Regions from separate parts of the Mus musculus genome. Here all the other regions are linked to region 2. The links are chromatin contacts, called in public promoter capture Hi-C maps. All regions are on one chromosome and are shown on one strand. The core of a region is the stretch at or near the end of the contact, and the rest is flanking DNA. Distances in the headings are between cores, read along the strand shown.

Region 1 (3,206 bases), core at 453-2,952, 310 kb after region 2:
GAAACAATTTTACTGGCTCCTGTAACCTTAAAACATGGTGGGATACAGATAGCCAACTGGTAGTGAGAGCCTCCACCTCTCCATGTTTAAGCTTTTCTGCCTGCAGCATCAGCTTCACACTCAGGCTGGCTCTCCCCACACAGTAGCCAAGATGGTCCTCAGAGACTGCAAGGTAGTATCATCTGTATCTTTGGAATCTCTGAACATGAGTGATTCTCTGCCAGCATCCATATGGTTGTCCTTGCTTTGGTCGTATGTTCACCCTAACTGAGCACTGGCTCAGACGACTAGAGCTCATTGAAACGCCAGACTGGTGAGCGTCCTCTTCCTGCAGTGAGAAGAGAGCATCATGATTGATGGGCAATCTCAGTAGATGGGGTAGTGAGGGATTTCGAAAGAGCTGCCAGAGGAAGAGACAATAGGAGCTGAGCGGATATAAATAACTGTTCACTTAAGTACTATGTCTTTTGAATACAACCTTTCCCCTAGAATTGCGACTAATTAAGCACAGTTCAAACAGGCATCGTGTGTTTTTACAAATTTATAAGTACTGAGGGGACCTTGATTCCATGTGCACCTTTGGCTAACATTTCATTCTCTTCCAACACACATGTCATCTGAAAAAATCAGAATAATAGTTGCCTTATGACTGTAATTAGGAAAAAAATTATATAGCTGAGGATATCTTGCAAACTAGAAGGTGCTTTCAACAGAGTAACATACCATGTGACTTCTAGGAAAAATCAGTCCCTAAAGCAAAGTTAATTGTGTCAAAGTTTATGAAGTTTTTCCTCCTTTAAAAAGATGTAATGTCCCATTACACCTGCTGAAAACTTCCCTGAGGAATCAGTCCTTAAATACAGCACTATGCTTTGGCTGCTGATAGAATTGCTGGCAAGCACAGACCCTGCTCAATAGAAACCTAGAGAATCCTCCACATTGCTAGACTTGGGGGCAATGCTGCGACCAAGTAGTTCACTAAGAAAACTAGAAACGGATAGGTAGTAGAGAAGAGTTGAATGGCAGGTTGGAAGGTTGGCCTGAGCCCAAATTCATAGTTAACAGGCAGTCTTTCATGAAGAGACTCCTAAATACCACAAACTTAATGACCAAGATGGCACAGGGGTGCTCATTCCCAGGAAATGTTTGTTCAGTGAGCGTATTCTTGCAACCAACTGCAGAGAAATAAGAAAATGTTTTATAGGTGATTTGGTTTCATCTGCTATGTGCACATTTCAAGGGAATGAATCAGTCAGTCTGTTTGAATCATCTTTGTACGTTTTATTTAGTCAAAAAATCAGTTAAATGACTCGCACTATTTCAAAAAGAAAAAAAAAAAAACGAAGAGAAGTAGAGAGCAAGACATTCTGTGTTGAAGTCTGATTCAGACCCATCACAGGATTCAATGGATGGAGGCAGAAATATATGGAAGTGAGAATATTTCTGAAGTCTCTACCATCATAAACATTCAAATTTTTGTCCTAGCCCGGTTTGGCATAGAGCTAGGGGAGAAAGTTGGAGTCGTGAGGTAAACACGATTCTCATATATTCAGGTTGATGGCCCCGGAGTGACGGGTAATTGTAGAAAAGCAGTCCCAGAGATCAGGATTGTCACAGTTGGAACATACATTGGAGTTGATTGGTTCACTTCAGGAATGCCAGTAAATATTTCATAACCATTCCAGGGTGGAAGGACAAAGCTCTAATGTGCAATATTTGCCAATCCCTGTGAAATAACACTCCCATCATGCTGACTTTTGGTTGTCAAGATAAGGTGGCTGAAATGTAAGTCGGGAAGAAACTCACAAGACAGGTGTAACTGAGCTAGTGCTAGGGGACTGACGCATGCTACTGGTTCAAAACTCACTCTACAATCGGGAAAGATGCCCAAGAAGTTAAGTGACTTACTTTGGGTCATACAACGTAGCTCCATTGCCACAAACTGAAACTAGCTTCTACTACTCGAGATTATGAATGCATTATGAGAAAAGCATCCTAATTGATTGCTAAGTCTACTTAACTCTATAGCCTGGCTACATTTCCCTTCTTTGAACTTCTCGCCTTGAGTTTAAGCTGCTGTGTGATTGTCTCTCCTTCCCATCACTCTGTATTCTCATTGATGGTTTGAAAGTAATTTAATCACCTTCAACTCTTCTCAGTCTCTGAAACATCATAGATACCCACCCATGTTTTCCGAGTCTAGGAAAGAACAGTGATCATACCTACCATGGGCCAGACACTATGCTAACATCTACTCCTCAAAGAATTCAAAGAGCCTCCCTCAGAAATGAGGTGGATCCCATAATACACCTGACCAGAGTATGTGTCTGTGCACTGGGCACCAGAGTCTGCCCGTGGCACTCGGCTCTCACCAACACACACCTCTGTGGGCAGGTCAAGTCTTAATTGCACAGAATGGTCTAGAAAATGGTGTGTATTAAGTGATTAATAGCATCCTTCCTCCCTGCTAGCTTACTTCTGATTTGCTGTCCCATCCAATGAGACAACAACAACAACAACAAAAATCTCATTCATACATTTGCTGGATTTTAGTTTGTTAAGCATCAGCACGGTACGTGACATACATATAAACCTTAGAACATGTTTCTTATTTTAAAAACATAGGTAACTCGTCAGAATGTAAAAACAAAATAAAGATTATTCTGAAGCTTCTTTCACAAGAGAAAACCTAAAAGCCATGCACACTCAATACTGCACTACTGGGTCAGCTTGGATGCAAATGAGTTATAAGATTGCTTGGCCTTCCCTTAGGGAGTCAGCATTCATTTATTTACCTTCAGTTTTTTGGAGAAAAATATAAAGATTGTGTTCTCATTCCTGGAAGATATACTGATGTGTGTCGTGTTAAGAAACAATTTTTCATAAAATGTACTCTGGACTGATATGACAATTTGTCTCCTATCCTTATTTTTTATTCCCTCTTGTTTCCCTCACCAGCATCAAAAAAAAAAAAAATTCTAGTATATTTCTGAACAATGAGAAGTACACTTAAAAATAGCAAGTTCAGCTCCAGTCGCCATATATACTCTAAGATGGTCATGTATCTTCGAACTGTCCGCTCTTTTTTTATACTTAAAAACAATAAGGGGGAGTGGGTGTGTAGGGGAGTGGGGGTGGGTGGGTATGGGGGACTTTTGGTATAGCATTGGAAATGTAAATGAGCTAAATACCTAATAAAAAATGGA
Region 2 (3,364 bases), core at 453-2,952:
CAAGACTTAAGTACTCCAACATTACCAATGCCATCCACATACAGTAATTTAACCAGTGTCGATAACCAAAGTACACCATCGCTGGACTGGACAGGGTCAATAAAAACAATGCAAATGAACCTGTGTGTTTAAAAGTTCCGATATCGAGAACTGAGTATCAGGGCTGGCGAGATGATGCCTCAGCAGTTAAGAGTGCTTGCTTTTCCAGAGGATCTGAGTTGTTTCCAGTGTGCACATTCAGTGGCCCGCAACTTCCAGTAACTCCGACTCTGGGATACCTTGCTGCCTTATCCTGGTCTATGTAGGTACTGACACACATTTAACACATGAGTACAAGCATGCACAAATACACAGTTAACTAATAAATGTTTAAATAAATGCAAATTTAATATTAAAATAGAGCTGAATTATCACTGGAAATTGGAAATCATTATTCTGGGTTAACAGATGGAAACAGCATTTTCTTCTGGGGAAACGTAAATTATTTATTAATTTGATTTCTAAATGAAATTGCCTTTTCTTGTTAGATTGCTGTCTTCAAAAATGGGTGCATAGTACTACTTTATTTGGGTTTTCAGGGTAATGCTTTTCCAGGGTTCTGGGTGAGAGAACATAACTCAGGCATTAGAAATACCAAGTTCCCAGTAAACTTTGCTGGCATCTCGGAGATCAGGGTTCCACACAAAGAATGAGGGTTACATTATGTCATATCTAAGATGCAATGTATGTGTAATGAAAAGCTACATAGTTTTAAAGAATTCCCTTTTAGAAAAGACAAAATGGTAACATAGCCGAAGATCTAGAGCCAATGTTAAGATAGAAACCAAGTCAGTATCTAGCTTGTGATTCTCCCATCGTCCGGGATGGCTCTGTCTGTGGTGCCTCTGGGCGCCATAGTACTAAATGCTAGTCTTTTTGTTTGTTTGTTTACAAAGGGAATGTTTTTTTCACTGCGCAGGAATTGAAGTTTTGAAGTGGTTTTTAAATGTCCTTCCATTAAAGTCTTGTAGGTTTTCTGTTCATTCCTGGGTATGATTATGTTACATGCTCTCGTGAATGGCTCTCATTATCAAGCTTTCTAACTCATTATTGACAATGTGAAGAAAGGCATACTTTTCTCTTGACTTTCATAGCTAGTCACCTTCATTTATTGCAAAAAGCCTCCCCTTAGCGTCCAATAATTTTCACTCATTATTTTCTTGGTTTAAAAAAAGATTTGCATTATTTTTAAATTAGTTGGGAGAGATTTGAGCTGAACTCCTTCTCTCTGAAGTTTTCAGAAACCAGAAAAGCCAGTGGTGATTCCGTACGACTTGTGTTACCCAGGCCATGCAGGGAGTGCGCTGGCCTCCTTCCTTGAAAATAAGATACAAATCTGCAGTTGGCTTGTTCTCTTAGAGACTCGTCGAGGCCACACTCTTAACATTCTTTTGGTAGAGGTTTAACCTGTTCCTCTCACATGCCTTCAAAGAAGAAATTCTGATTTGGTCTTCTGTTTCACGTGCTGTTGCTATTGCACCCATCACTAAAGTTTACGGCCAGGGACAAGGAGATGGCAGAAAGAAGGGAGGCATAGAGAAAACTGCAGGACAACGATGACAACAGACATGAGGAAATCATTCTCAGCCTTCTGGCCACACAGCTTGTTTCTATTCTTAACTAGCGTTGGCCTTCCACACAAGAGCACCCTCTGGGTCAGGGTGTGCTTCCCCAGCCTAGGAAACTCTGCAGCAGATTTCCTTTGAATCGCCCAGCCCTTCAGCTGCAAGGCCAAGGTTCCTGTGGAAGGGAATTCCTGAGGCTTTGATTGTTGCTAACTTCCCTTTCTAAAACCGATTGCTTCATAGACGAAATGCTTTCTCTGTTCTGAACACCCAAAAGAACTTAGAAAGAAAAAAAAAAAAAGAAAGAAAGAAACAGATAAACAACTTTTGGGTGGTACTTTATTTATTTATTTATTTATTTTTTTTGTTACAAATGAAAGGCTCATTGTATTTAATTTGTTAAGAGCAGATCTGTTTAGGCTCTCTAGACACACACATACATACACACACACACACACACACACACACACACACACACACATGATATGGTGTCATACTCTATTTTTCTCAATCTATTCAGAATCAGTTGGTTTTCTTTCTTTGCTGTCCCTGGCTGCCTGAGTGCACCTTCCTACAACACTATAGAAGAAAGATCCTAGGCTGCCTCTGGCCACGATCAATGAGTAACATCTGCCTAGACATGGGAAAGTTCATAAGAATCCCGATGAGCGATTGCTGTGTTTGACTATAATTGGGCTTTGTTTCTGATGTTGGCACACAATCTTAGAGGTGTTAGTTCTTCGTAGATGCACACAGCTATAAAATAAAAAGTGTTTATTTATTTTTAACATAGAACAACAAATACCTAACCCATTAAGAGTTCTCCAAATAAGATAACCTTAATAGGAAACATCAAATTGTACATTGATATCTAAATAAAGCTTAAACTACTCTGATGTCAAACTGGAAAAATAGTTCTTGTCCAGCATTTTCTTTGGATAACATTTAACTGCACCCTTTAATTATTACTGGAGTTTGTATTTTAGTTCAGATTCCAGTGTTTGTAATCGATACTTTCTAACAGAGATATTTCAGAAAGACCTGTAAATAAAAGATATCTTGAAAGTAAAAACTAAGGGGGAAAAAGTAAAGAAACTCAAGCCAGCTTACAACACAGACACACCATTGATGTATCCTCATTGTCCTCATTGTTTATAAGATTATTGTCCTCATTGTCCTCATTGTTTATAAGATTGTCCTCATTGTTTATAAGATTATCAGTAATACATGAGTCAGGTATTTTCAGATCCAAATATAGGCTTTCATTTACAACTCAAGCATGTCAGTTGCCTATGGGCTAAAAGATAATGTGAAAACTGATGCTTTTTCCCTGAAGGGTAGTTTTATATTTTTGTAACATTGAATGAATATCACAACCTAAACCTTAGACTTTGCAAAATATTCAGGAAGCAGTTAAGAAAGCAGCAACATGTATCTTCAAGCATAATCCAGAAACCGTGTAATGACTGCAGTTGTCGTGGGAAAAAGGCTTAGAGGTGGTTTGGGATGTGTAAAAAAATTTAACCTACTGTTTCCATATGCATATAGTTCTAGTATTTTCCTTATTTATAGACCCACTGATATGACTCAACATGTTTAATCAACTACAGCTATGAAGTTGGCAGAGAAAGGAGGATTGACCTTGCAAATTGGTCTACTATCACATTAGTAAATCATTTCCATAACCTAACAACATAACACATAAAAATGTATCCTCATAGTTCAAGAACGAAAGCTGCCCAGCACGTGAACTATTGTCA
Region 3 (3,545 bases), core at 722-3,221, 480 kb before region 2:
TACAAATAATATTGCTCTTATAATAATACTGCAAGAGAGCAATGTCTCTCATCCCCTGCTTGTCCTTATGGGCATACACTACTCTGGAGTTAGAAATTCTCATACACAAAATAAATACAGCAAAATAAAGCTGAAAGGTCTATGTAATGTGGTTGAAACGCTAAGCAGTAGTCACTGACAGGGCCTGGATTAAACCTCAACATTTGCAGTCCGTTATCCTTTGTTCCTTCCATTAGGTCATACTGTTTCCAATTAGCTAGGAGAAATCATGTAAAGAAGTGATCTTCGGAATGAAAATGGAAACCTTAAGATTTCAGTCAGCACTAAGCCCCCAAAGACCATCTGGAGGAGTAATTCCATCAGGGGCAGGGGTGTTTTTATTTTTAACTTTTCAGAGAAGGTCATTAGATCATTTACCTTCTCCTAACTGTGAGTTAAGAGCCTAGCTCCTAGCTCCCCTGGGGGGCCGGGTGGAAACAGGAAAATGGAGCTGTTCCCAGGTCAATGTGCACAGCTCCTTAAGGCTCAGATGCAGCTCCTTTAAGTTGATTTAGTCTTCAAGGCAGTATACTTTAAGTAAATCAGAAAGTAGTGAAACAAAGGAATTTGAGCCCATGTGTTAATACAAATGATCAAATACTTAACAATGAAAGCCAATGAATTCATTCATTCTTTTGATTTTGGAGCTTCTCATGTAATTGACAAAGCAACTGATGGAAAGGATATAATAAATTTTATGCTCATATCACCTTACCTGTAACAAACCAAAGGAAAGACACAGAGCACCGTGTGCAATGTGCTCACTCTCCACAGTAAAGAGAGATGGTCAATTACGCTATGAAGATGTAGTTCCAAGATTCAAATGTTCCCTTTCACACACACACACACACACACACACACACACACACACACACACACACTAACATGCACTATTGTTACCCAGGTAGAGAAGTCTCCTAGACTCTAGTCACTAAGCTTTGATGTCAACAAACTCTGGCCTTTTCTTGGCTGGCCTCTTACCCAGGAGTGGATGCATGTGGATGCTGTAATTGAGGTCAGGGGTGCTAATCTCCCTGAGATGTCTGAACTCTGAGAAGCGCCACCATCATTTTTTGCCCATCCTTCCTCTCTCCTGTTCCTTAACAGGAGAGAGAGAGAGAGGAGAGAGAGAGAGAGAGAGAGAGAGAGAGAGAGAGAGAGAGAGAGATGCATTTGCTTTTGTTACAGGCAAATTAACCTGCTGTTGCATTCATTCGGGTCTGTTTTAAACCTCTTCATCATTTAAATTAAAATAAAGCAAAGAATAGAAAGAGAAGTTTGCCATTTCTCATTTAAATCAGTTATCCAGGAACAAAGTGAATTTCTTCAATATTGTAAGGTTCACACAGGGAACGCTGAGGGATCTTTTCAGGAAAAGACTGTTGGTTAAGTCCTTTGTCATATTATGAGCACATTTTAAAATAATAAAAATGATCTTTAATCCTGATTTAACATAATTTCTAATAAATTCAAACATATATTTGTTCCTCATTGAATTTTAATGTCAGTATTTTGTAAATGAAATGCCAGTATTTTCTAATTGGTTCTCTGCTGATTTTTTTTTTTTAATCATCAACTGTATGATACATTTTGGGAGTTCAGAGGAGGGAGTACACACACATTGCTTTCTGTCATTTTTTTAAGTCCCCCCTAATGAATTCTTAATTACATTATTCAAAAGATCCATTATTCAGCATTCATCTCGCTGCTAAATGAAAGTCTTTACCTGACATGTGAATGAAATGAGTCTGAATGCTTTCAATGCCACCTAGGGATTCTGAGTAGACTTTTAGCAGCTTCGCAACAGCGAGAGGTTTCACTCCTGGTTTAGATGTGTGTGGACTGTTTTAGAGATGGGTAACTACACAATCCTCTACCAGTCTGAGCCTCATTGACTCCCATTGTGTTCTCGGAGTCACCTCGGGCAGGAGAAACAGCAAACCAGGTCAAATGGTTACTGAATGTGGGAGAAAGGCCACACAGGGTAGGATCTGATAACCCTGGTAAAGCTTTTGGATGTGTGCCTGTGTCACCTACAGCATGAATGCCAGATGAGCAGAGTGAACTTCCTGAGTCACTTACAAACTCTCCCTGTTTCATTTCATGTCCTGAAAAAAAAAAAAAGCAGAGTGCTACATGTTAGCAGGAGGGACTCTGGGACCCTCCAGGAGATAACAAATTCTCTTTGTATTTTGACATACCTTCCTTGCTTGCAACAGAGAAAAGCATAGTGCTGCAGGAGTGAAAGGAGCTCAGGTCCTGTTTATCTTTTGACAAAAAGCCATCTTACTAGTTCATATATCACATTATTCCATGTCTACGAGGAATAACCAAAATGATTCTTCCCAGAGGTTAAACTGAAAAAATACCAATCCATAATAGTCTATTCTCTAAAAACTCAAGCAAAGTTTATTGTGGGGAAAAACTGTTTGGTAAACATGAAGTTCACTCAAACCAAGGCTTTGCACACTTTCCTACTTATAAGCCTTTTATCGACTGAGCAATTCTTACCGGACTTTAGGTATGTATTTAAAGTGGGTAAACGAATCAAGTATGAACTAATATATTATAAAGAACTTCAAAAAACAATGAGGTACTGGGGGGACAGTTTGGTTGGTAAGGTGTTTTCCATCTAAGCATGAGAACCTGAGTTTGATGCTCAGACCCACGTGGAAAAGCCATGTATTATGGCACAAACCTGTAACCCCACCCGGAGACCCAGAGACCCAAGGTGACTGGCCAGTCAACTTGACGAGCTCCAAGCAAGTGAGAGATTCTCTCTTGAAAATCAAGGTGGAGAACACTTGAGGAATGATATCCAAGGTTCACTTCTGGACTTTACACTCACAAACACATATACACACAGAACTAGCTATTTAGAATACATTTGTTAAAGAAAAGACAAAAGGCAAGTCTACATACTGGTGAGGTTGGATGCATTTTCACAAGTAGTCAAATATGAGTAGAATACAATGTTACAGAACCCAGTGCATTTTGCCTTTTTAAAGAGTTGAGCAAACTGATTTTATAGTCATCACTGTTGAGAATGCCACTTTATATAGGTATTTAGCCCAAAGTTACAGGAGTATGTTTGGGGCCATTTCAGAAACAATTGAAATATTGTTCTAATTCTCAAGCTTCACAGTTCATATTCATCTAGCAAGGTTTATGAAATTCAAGTCAGCAACTCAAAGAGCAAACACTCAAGCACAATATAATCCCGGGATTTTCTATTATAACAGATTCCTGCTGAGGAATGATGGTAGGGAAACACTAAAAGTCTTTGTTTTCTGTGATGAAACCACTATATTTCCACAAGAGGAGAAAATTTTGTATGAGGGTTAAACAAAACGGAATTCATTATATGGGAGAGTCCTAATCTGAGTGTTGGTGTCTCAGTAAGCATGGCTGTCATCACGTGGGTGTGAGCCTGTGCAATGCAAAATATTCATGATGTGTCTTTAGAACTCAGGATGCAGCAATCTTCCACAGTGGGGCCCCAGAGA

Evidence for each region. Promoter capture Hi-C pulls out the DNA fragments that hold promoters and counts their contacts.
Region 1: a promoter capture Hi-C map of liver shows a contact between it and region 2, with 2.3 times the contacts expected there. The contact joins two enhancer-like sites. A contact is called at or near these places in 4 of 39 promoter capture datasets (embryonic stem cells, hippocampal neurons, liver and 1 more), 1 of 15 datasets of contacts at CTCF or cohesin (the NIH/3T3 cell line), 1 of 484 Hi-C or Micro-C datasets (liver) and 1 of 115 datasets of contacts at active chromatin or transcription factors (bone marrow-derived dendritic cells).
Region 3: a promoter capture Hi-C map of liver shows a contact between it and region 2, with 3 times the contacts expected there. The contact joins two enhancer-like sites. A contact is called at or near these places in 1 of 39 promoter capture datasets (liver) and 1 of 484 Hi-C or Micro-C datasets (liver).

Annotation. Positions count from the first base shown.
Region 1 is chr6:17,484,274-17,487,479 of GRCm38.p6, forward strand. The region is part of intron 1 of Met (met proto-oncogene); the gene reads left to right. Among named protein-coding and RNA genes, the nearest start is that of Met, 22 kb to the left of the region's middle. Within about 2 kb of position 1,703, at least 26 of the 459 cell types and tissues checked have an H3K27ac peak or open chromatin away from gene starts, as enhancers often do. A contact at or near this core is called in liver, where this site is marked.
Region 2 is chr6:17,175,654-17,179,017 of GRCm38.p6, forward strand. No RefSeq gene overlaps it. Among named protein-coding and RNA genes, the nearest start is that of Gm4876, 5.5 kb to the left of the region's middle. Within about 2 kb of position 1,703, at least 29 of the 459 cell types and tissues checked have an H3K27ac peak or open chromatin away from gene starts, as enhancers often do. A contact at or near this core is called in liver, where this site is marked.
Region 3 is chr6:16,695,455-16,698,999 of GRCm38.p6, forward strand. No RefSeq gene overlaps it. Among named protein-coding and RNA genes, the nearest start is that of Gm36669, 80 kb to the right of the region's middle. Within about 2 kb of position 1,972, at least 5 of the 459 cell types and tissues checked have an H3K27ac peak or open chromatin away from gene starts, as enhancers often do. A contact at or near this core is called in liver, where this site is marked.